Linked DNA regions of Oryctolagus cuniculus: region 1 is linked to region 2. The links are chromatin contacts, called in public Hi-C maps. All regions are on one chromosome and are shown on one strand. Each heading gives the region's core, a stretch centred on a gene start, on an enhancer-like site or on the middle of the called end of the contact. The rest is flanking DNA. Distances are from core to core; before and after follow the strand shown. Region 1 holds the start of AOC2 (amine oxidase copper containing 2). Region 2 holds the start of RPL27 (ribosomal protein L27).

Evidence for each region. Hi-C and Micro-C count contacts between places; a contact is called where the count stands out from the background.
Region 1: a contact with region 2 is called in a Hi-C map of an unstated tissue, with 7 times the contacts expected there. The contact joins the promoter of AOC2 here to the promoter of RPL27 in region 2. A contact is called at or near these places in 4 of 6 Hi-C or Micro-C datasets (ear pinna, psoas muscle, skin fibroblasts and 1 more).

Annotation. Positions count from the first base shown.
Region 1 is chr17:20,076,794-20,080,174 of mOryCun1.1, reverse strand. It overlaps AOC2 (amine oxidase copper containing 2), which reads left to right and starts at 1,993. Exons shown (of 4, transcript XR_011383459.1): 1 at 1,993-3,381. PSME3 (proteasome activator subunit 3) reads left to right here. Exons shown (of 11, transcript XM_002719410.5): 11 at 1-1,686.
Region 2 is chr17:19,945,611-19,949,103 of mOryCun1.1, reverse strand. It overlaps RPL27 (ribosomal protein L27), which reads left to right and starts at 2,041. Exons shown (of 5, transcript XM_002719418.5): 1 at 2,041-2,225; 2 at 2,470-2,552; 3 at 3,171-3,340. The coding sequence starts at 2,472. It overlaps LOC138846075 (a long non-coding RNA gene), which reads right to left and starts at 2,128. Exons shown (of 2, transcript XR_011383458.1): 1 at 1,741-2,128; 2 at 907-1,165.

The sequences.
Region 1 (3,381 bases), core at 744-3,243, 130 kb before region 2:
TCTCTTCCTGACATAAAGTTAGTGTCTTGCTTCTGTGGGACACTGACTCCTCGCTGTCGCAACTTCCCTGGTGATGATTTAGGGTGCCCATCTGCGTACATCCCCCTTTGAACCTGATCATGACAGGAAACACCTAGGCCTTCCGCTGTGCCCCTGGCTGCTGCAGATGTTTTTGTAGTTGGGGTTTGCACATGCACATGTGTGTACACGTGAACACGCAGACACGCACGCACTGCCCCCCTGCTGCATTACCTAACATACACTTCCTGCCCCAGGGCCCCCGTCACGCACAGAGCTTTCCGGAGGTGATAGTTGTCTTAGTTGTCCTCTGCCACGATGAAAAAACGTCCCAGGCCCATTGTCCCTCTGCTTCTGTTCGTGTTGGTGCCCAGGTGAGCTGGAGGAGAACAAGAGGTGGGACGCGGAGCGCCTGGGAAGGCCTCTTCCTGTGTCTCACATCCTCTGGCGGCACGACAGAGGCTGGTCCTTGGACTCTGGGTGCCCTCTCCCAGGCCAGTGTTAGACTGGGGCGAGGGTGTCTGCAGCCGGGGTGGCCGGATGCTGCTGCTCCTGTCGGCCTTTCTTGTTGGGAAATATTTTCTTATTTATAGTATTGTGCTTCCAGGGAAAGCAGCTGTTGGAGTACGTGTGTGTGCTTGTGCGCACACACGGAAACACTTGTGTGTATGTCAGAGTGTGCTGGGCAGGTCAGAACCGTAGAAGAGTTGCCGCCTCTCTCTCGAGTCTTCTGTAGATACCACTCACTGTTACAGCTTCTGTGTTACCCTCGGCCGCCCCCAGCTTCCCTGTGCTCCCCTGCTGGACAGCCTGTTACCGCCGTCAGCCTGCCGCTGACTCTGTGGCAGTTTCATTTCTTCTCCCCGTCTCTGTCTTCTGAGTCCCAGTCATGTTTCCACCTGGGATGCATCATTTTTACTCCCAGTGTTCTATGGGAGCGGAGTCAGGATGCTGTCTCCCCATGAGTAGTTCTCAGTAACAAACCGATTGCATTTTAGGTGGGCGGTGGCCCTGCTCACCCAGCTCCCTTCCAGCTGAAGCCCCCCCCCCCCCGAGTTTCTCAGCTTCCCCTTTTGTTTGTTGGATTGTTCCGCTGCCCTTCCTCCCCGACCACCCTTGGATCGTAATGTAAAATTCTTTTACCATGTCAAGAAATTATTAAAATTACAGGTACTTTGACCTCTTTCTAAAGCCGCAGACCTGGGTGCCATGCTCTTGGGGCTAGGGACGTACCATCCTCCTGTGGGTGCCCACAAACGCCCGCTCCACAGACCTCGGCACCCTGTCGCATGTCCTCAGTGCCGCTTGAGCTGCCTCTTTGGAATGGTGGGAAGATGGAGGCTTCTGGTCACCAAGAGGCAAGGGTGGGTCCTTCATTGTGTTCAGTCTGAGTTATGTGACCCAAGCCCTCCCTGCGCAAGGTCCCAGTCCCTTCCTTCCCTGGTAGTACCTTCTAACTGCCACTAGAGGCTGCTGTAGATTCACATCTGGGGAACGACCTGGTTCAAGGCGCAGCCTCCCCGGTGGTTTTCTTTACCTGATGGTCACTCTCCTCTCTGAATAATGTCTTAAATTTTTTGAGGAGACTGCAAGACTTGGTTTTCAAAATGACATGGAAAACTGCCTAGGACCCCCTCTCCCTCTGAAATAAAGTTTCCTTAATTTCCATCTTGTAAGTAGCTTTCTGGTTTCCAGTGACCCCTTGTTGTCTGCACACGAACAGTGCAGGAGCAGTGCCAACAGCGAGCAGCACTTGAGAGCCTGCCCCGTGCCAGGCAGCTGCGCACCTCACGCGTGTGATCGCGTGGAACCTGCAGCAGTCTGTAGGTAGTTCTGCGTAGACGGGAACAAGTGTCTCCCCTGAGGGCACACGTCTGCCTGCCCAGCCCAGGCCCTCAGCCACTCCTCCTCTCTCACTGACTTGGGTAGAAAGGGCCAGAGACTGCAAATCGAGGGCGCTAGCAGGCAGGTGGGGAGATGGATGGTTTGGTGCCTGTGTGTGGTGTGGGCTTGATCAGGCATCTGCAGTTTGCTGTCTTCCTCGCTCATTCTGGTGGAACGTGGAGTTTAGTGTTGATCCCGAGCTCCTCCTGCCTGGTCTGGATGATGGCAGTCACGGGTGGTTGCTGACTGCTCCCAGTAGGAGCTCAGGGACAAGGAGGAGGCTATACATGTGCAAGTAGTACCTTGAGCCAAACCGCAGGGCCGAAAATTGGAACAGAATTACATAAATCAAGGTCAGAAATTTCCCGTCCAGCCCACAGGGTGGAGTCTTCTCCATTCCTATCCATCCTAGCGAATATAAACCCTGAGTCGATGTCAGTGTGTGGAAGGCGCTGCTGGTGGGACTCGATGATTGCAGCTTGGAGCCTCCACCATGAATGTCAAGGTGGTCCTGGTGTTCCTGGCTCTGTCCCTTGTTACCATCTTTGCCCTCGCCTATGTCCTGCTGACCAGCCAAGGTGGTTCCAGCCAGCCTCCTCGCTGCCCCTCGGTGTCCCCCAGCGCCCAGAGCTGGACACACCCCGGCCAGAACCAGCTGTTTGCAGACCTGAGCCCAGAGGAGCTGGCAGCTGTCATGAGCTTCCTGACCCAGCAGCTGGGGCCAGGGCTGGTGGACGCGGCCCAGGCCCAGCCCTCAGACAACTGCGTCTTCTCGGTGGAGCTGCAGCTGCCCCCCAAGGCTGCGGCCCTGGCCCACCTGGACAGAGGAGGCCCCGCACCCGCCCGGGAGGCGCTGGCCATCGTCTTCTTTGGCGCACAGCCCCAGCCCAACGTGAGTGAGCTGCTGGTGGGGCCGCTGCCTCACCCTAGCTACATGCGGGACGTGACGGTGGAGCGGCACGGGGGCCCCCTGCCCTACCACCGGCGCCCCATGCTAAGAACTGAGTTTGCCCAGATGTGGAGGCATTTGAAAGAGGAGGAGTTTCCCAAGGCACCCATCTTCCTGGCTTCTGTCTTGAACTACAATGGCTCCACTCTAGCGGCTCTGCATGCCACCCCCAGTGGTTTGCGCTCAGAAGGGGACCGAGCGACGTGGATAGCCCTCTACCATAACATCTCAGGTCTTGGTATTTTCCTTCATCCTGTGGGGCTGGAGCTTCTGCTGGACCACAGAGCCCTGGACCCTGTCCACTGGTCTGTCCAGCAGGTCTTCTACCTTGGGCACTACTATGCAGACTTGGGCCAGTTGGAATGGGAGTTTAAAGCTGGCCGGCTGGAAGTGATTAGAGTCCCTCTACCCCCACCAGGTGGGGCTTCATCGCTGAGACCCCGGGTGCCCCCAGGACCTCTCCCCATACTTCGTTTCTCACCCCAGGGTGCCCAGTACAGCGTACAAGGGAGCCTGGTGGTATCTCCCCT
Region 2 (3,493 bases), core at 792-3,291:
TTCAGTGAGGCACACACAGATAAGTGTAAGAGCAAAGGTTTATACAGGAAAAGAAAATCGAGATCGAGAATCAAAGCTCAGATTGGGGCTGCGATTTCATAGGAGCTGAAACATCTTGGGTGAGGGGCCCTTAGAGCGGTTTTGAAGTCGCCTGCTGTGTAGGCCAGCTGGCCGTTATATTTGTATACAGCTTCTCGGTGAAGTTCTTTTTAAGCTTGCAATTTCTTTCCCAGCTTTCCCAATTAGCTCCTATTTTTTTTTTGTCCCCTCCCTCAAGGTCATGGACCATCAAAGAGTTTTGGAATTTGCTTTTCTCAGCTTCTCCAGTTAACCCTTTCCTGCCTCACTACTGTTGTTATGGGGAGCAAATCAGAAAATTTATGGAAATAGATGAATCTGGCACAGGACAAACAGCTGCTATCCGCCTCCTCACTCCCCTCCTGCTTATTTTAGTTGGTCACCATCTATGACGTCACAAGGCTCTAAATGTTGGAGACGGGCCAGCACTGTGGCACCGACACTGGCATCTCATTATGGAGCACCAGTTCGAGTCCTGGCTGCTCCACTTCTGATCCAGCTCCCTGCTAAGGCACAAGCTGGCCCAAGTCTTTGGGCCCTGACACCCTCATAGGAGACCTGGGTGGATTCCTGGTTCTGGGCTTTGGCATGGCCCAGGCCTGGCTGTTGTGGTCCCTTGGGGAGTAAATCAGTGGATGGAAGACAGCGCTCGCTCGCTCGCTCTCCTTGTATGCCGCTTTACCGTTCAAATAAGTAAATAAATCTTTTTAAAAAATACATGTTGGAGGCAAGTACCCTAGTCTGGTCTTGCCCCCTCCTTTTGTTACCGGAGAAATTGCAGGGTTCTTGTCTTCGCGCAAGAAAGAATTCAGGCGTGAGACAGAGTAGTGGGAGGTAAAATAGCAAGGTTTATTAGGGAAGGGACATCCGTAAGGATGGATGGGCACCCCTCTAGACAGAGCCTGAGAGACTGGGGGGGGGGGGGAGCGAGGGAGGGGGAAGGAGCGAGGTTACATGATTGAGTAGAGATATTACACCTGACCAGGCCAGGCGGACGGCTCAGCAGAGAGGCAGAGGGCTGAGCGTGCAGTCCAGTTGAGGCTGGGGGGTTTTAAGGAGATGGGTCTTTGTCTTCACACATCTCCTCCTGAAACAAAGGATTTTATGGCTGTAAATATTAAGAAGCTCCTAGCTGAGTTTTCCCTTGAAGGTATCAGACAGGAGGAAGCCTAGCTGGCGCCATCCTGGGTTCAGAGGAAGGGTGAGCATGACCCCCTGGAGAATGGGGATCCGGAGCAGGGTGTTGAAATGCAGGTACTGGGCTGCACCTGGGAGACTGTGGGAGATTTGTCAGGCAGAAGGGGCAGGGACCCCCACCTGGCAGGTTATCAGGTAGAAGGGGGCAGGGCAGGATGTGAACACTGGGCCGCCCCTGAAGCATTATCGGGATAACTTTGAGATGCAGATGCATATGCTGGAGTAGAAGTCTCCGGAGGCCTTTGTCACACACACACAAGCTCATACCTAACTTCCTGCCTAACACTTTTACCTACCAGTGCAAACAATAGGCAACAATCAATATCCAATAAATATTGCCCTCTGCGTCTTCCAAAGGCAAAAAAGTAACTTTCGGGGAGCACGCACCGCGCGGCAGTTAGCATGCCAGCGTCCCCCTGGCAGAGCCTGGGTCCCTTCAGATCCCAGCCACCTGATGACGCGCACCTTGGGAGACAGCAGCCGATGGCTTCGGCGCCTGAGCCCCTGCCGCCCCCCTGGGAGACCCGGATTGATGGAAGAGCTCTCTTTTTCTGTCTCGCTCTCTCCCGCTTTCTCTCCTTTCAAGTGAATTTTTAAATAATTTTAAGTAGGTTTCAGACGGGGTCCTCCACCCAGCGGCCGAGAAGGAAACTACAGCAAAGGGGACGGCCGAGCCCGGAGCGCGCAAATGCCGCCTCCCTGCCCTTCATGGTGCCGGAAGCAGAACGCCTTTGCCTTTGTCTACTTCTGGAGCTAATAAAGTTTGATTCAAAAAAATGAGCCGTGAAGCCCTGCTTTCGCCTCAGGAGTTTCTTCCGCCCGCAACAGACCCTAAGCACCTCAAAGGCTGAGGGGGCGGGACCGGAAGTGAGGTCACCCTTCCCCGGGGTGAAAGGGTAGCGGAAGTACCCGCCCTTCCTTTCCGCTGTAGGCCCGAGTGGTTGCCGTCGGTGAGTCTGGGCTTGGGCAGGGTCTTCCAATCCGCCGCCATCTGGGGTCTGGGGGTTACGTTGCGGGGCGGCGCCGGGTGCGTTTCGTCCGCAGGTCCCTGGCGTCTTCGTACCGGGTCCTGACTCGGGTCAGGGCAGCAGAGTGCGAAGTTCTCGGCCCCCGACCCGGGCTCGCGGGCAGGAGTCGGCACGGGGGTCCGGTGTCCCTGATTGCTGAGCGGCCCTTTCTCCTTGTTTCCCGCAGAAATGGGCAAGTTCATGAAACCCGGGAAAGTGGTGCTGGTCCTGGCCGGACGCTACTCGGGACGCAAAGCCGTCATCGTGAAGGTAGAGCGGCCGCGCGGGGCCCGGGGACCAGGCCGGCTGCGCAGGGCGGGCGGCCGTGGGATGTAAGGCCTGCAGCCATGAGCGGGGGCGGGGGCGCGATGCACAAGGGCCTTTGAGCGAGGAAGATGCAAAATAAAGACAGCCGTGAGCTGGGATGGGGCGCTCAGTGCCTCCCAGGCGCGGCCCCTGCTTTCCGGGTATTCGCTGCAGTCCCCGGCGTGACTCCGCGGGGCACCTGACCCCTGCCCGGGTGGAGATGAGTTCTGCGATTGCCCTGAGGTCCACCGGCGGGTGTGACGACAGCGAGGGTCACAGCGCATCCTAGCCCTTCCTGGGCTGCGTCCCACTTGCTGGACTCCCGCGGGGCCCCGGCCACCCCATGGCTCCCCTTTGCTGTCGTGGGGGAGAGAGCGTGGCACGCAGCAAACGCGCCGTGAATGTTAGCTGCTGCGGCTGCTGTTAAACCCCTGGCCGGCTAGAAGCCTTCCTAGATCCGGTCCTGCTCTGGGCTCCCCCGGTGGCACTGGGGGGGCGTTTCTCTCCTGGGGCTGAGTGTCTTCTTGCTCAGCATAGGCCTCGGTAGGCCCTCGTTTGTAACAAATGTGATTGCTCTTCTAGAACATTGACGATGGCACCTCGGACCGCCCCTACAGCCACGCTCTGGTGGCCGGAATTGACCGCTACCCCCGGAAAGTGACAGCCGCCATGGGCAAGAAGAAAATCGCCAAGCGGTCTAAGATCAAGTCTTTTGTGAAAGTTTATAACTACAATCACCTCATGCCCACCAGGTGAGCGCTTGAGACCTGGGGAAAAAAGGTTTTGTTTCCCCTCCCTGCCCCACCGGACGGGACCCGGGCTTGCAGCCATTCCGGTGCAGGGAGGGCCGGCGCTCAGTCTGCTGCTCTTTGGTTTCTAAAGCGGCTGTGGTCTCCAGTCCTGCC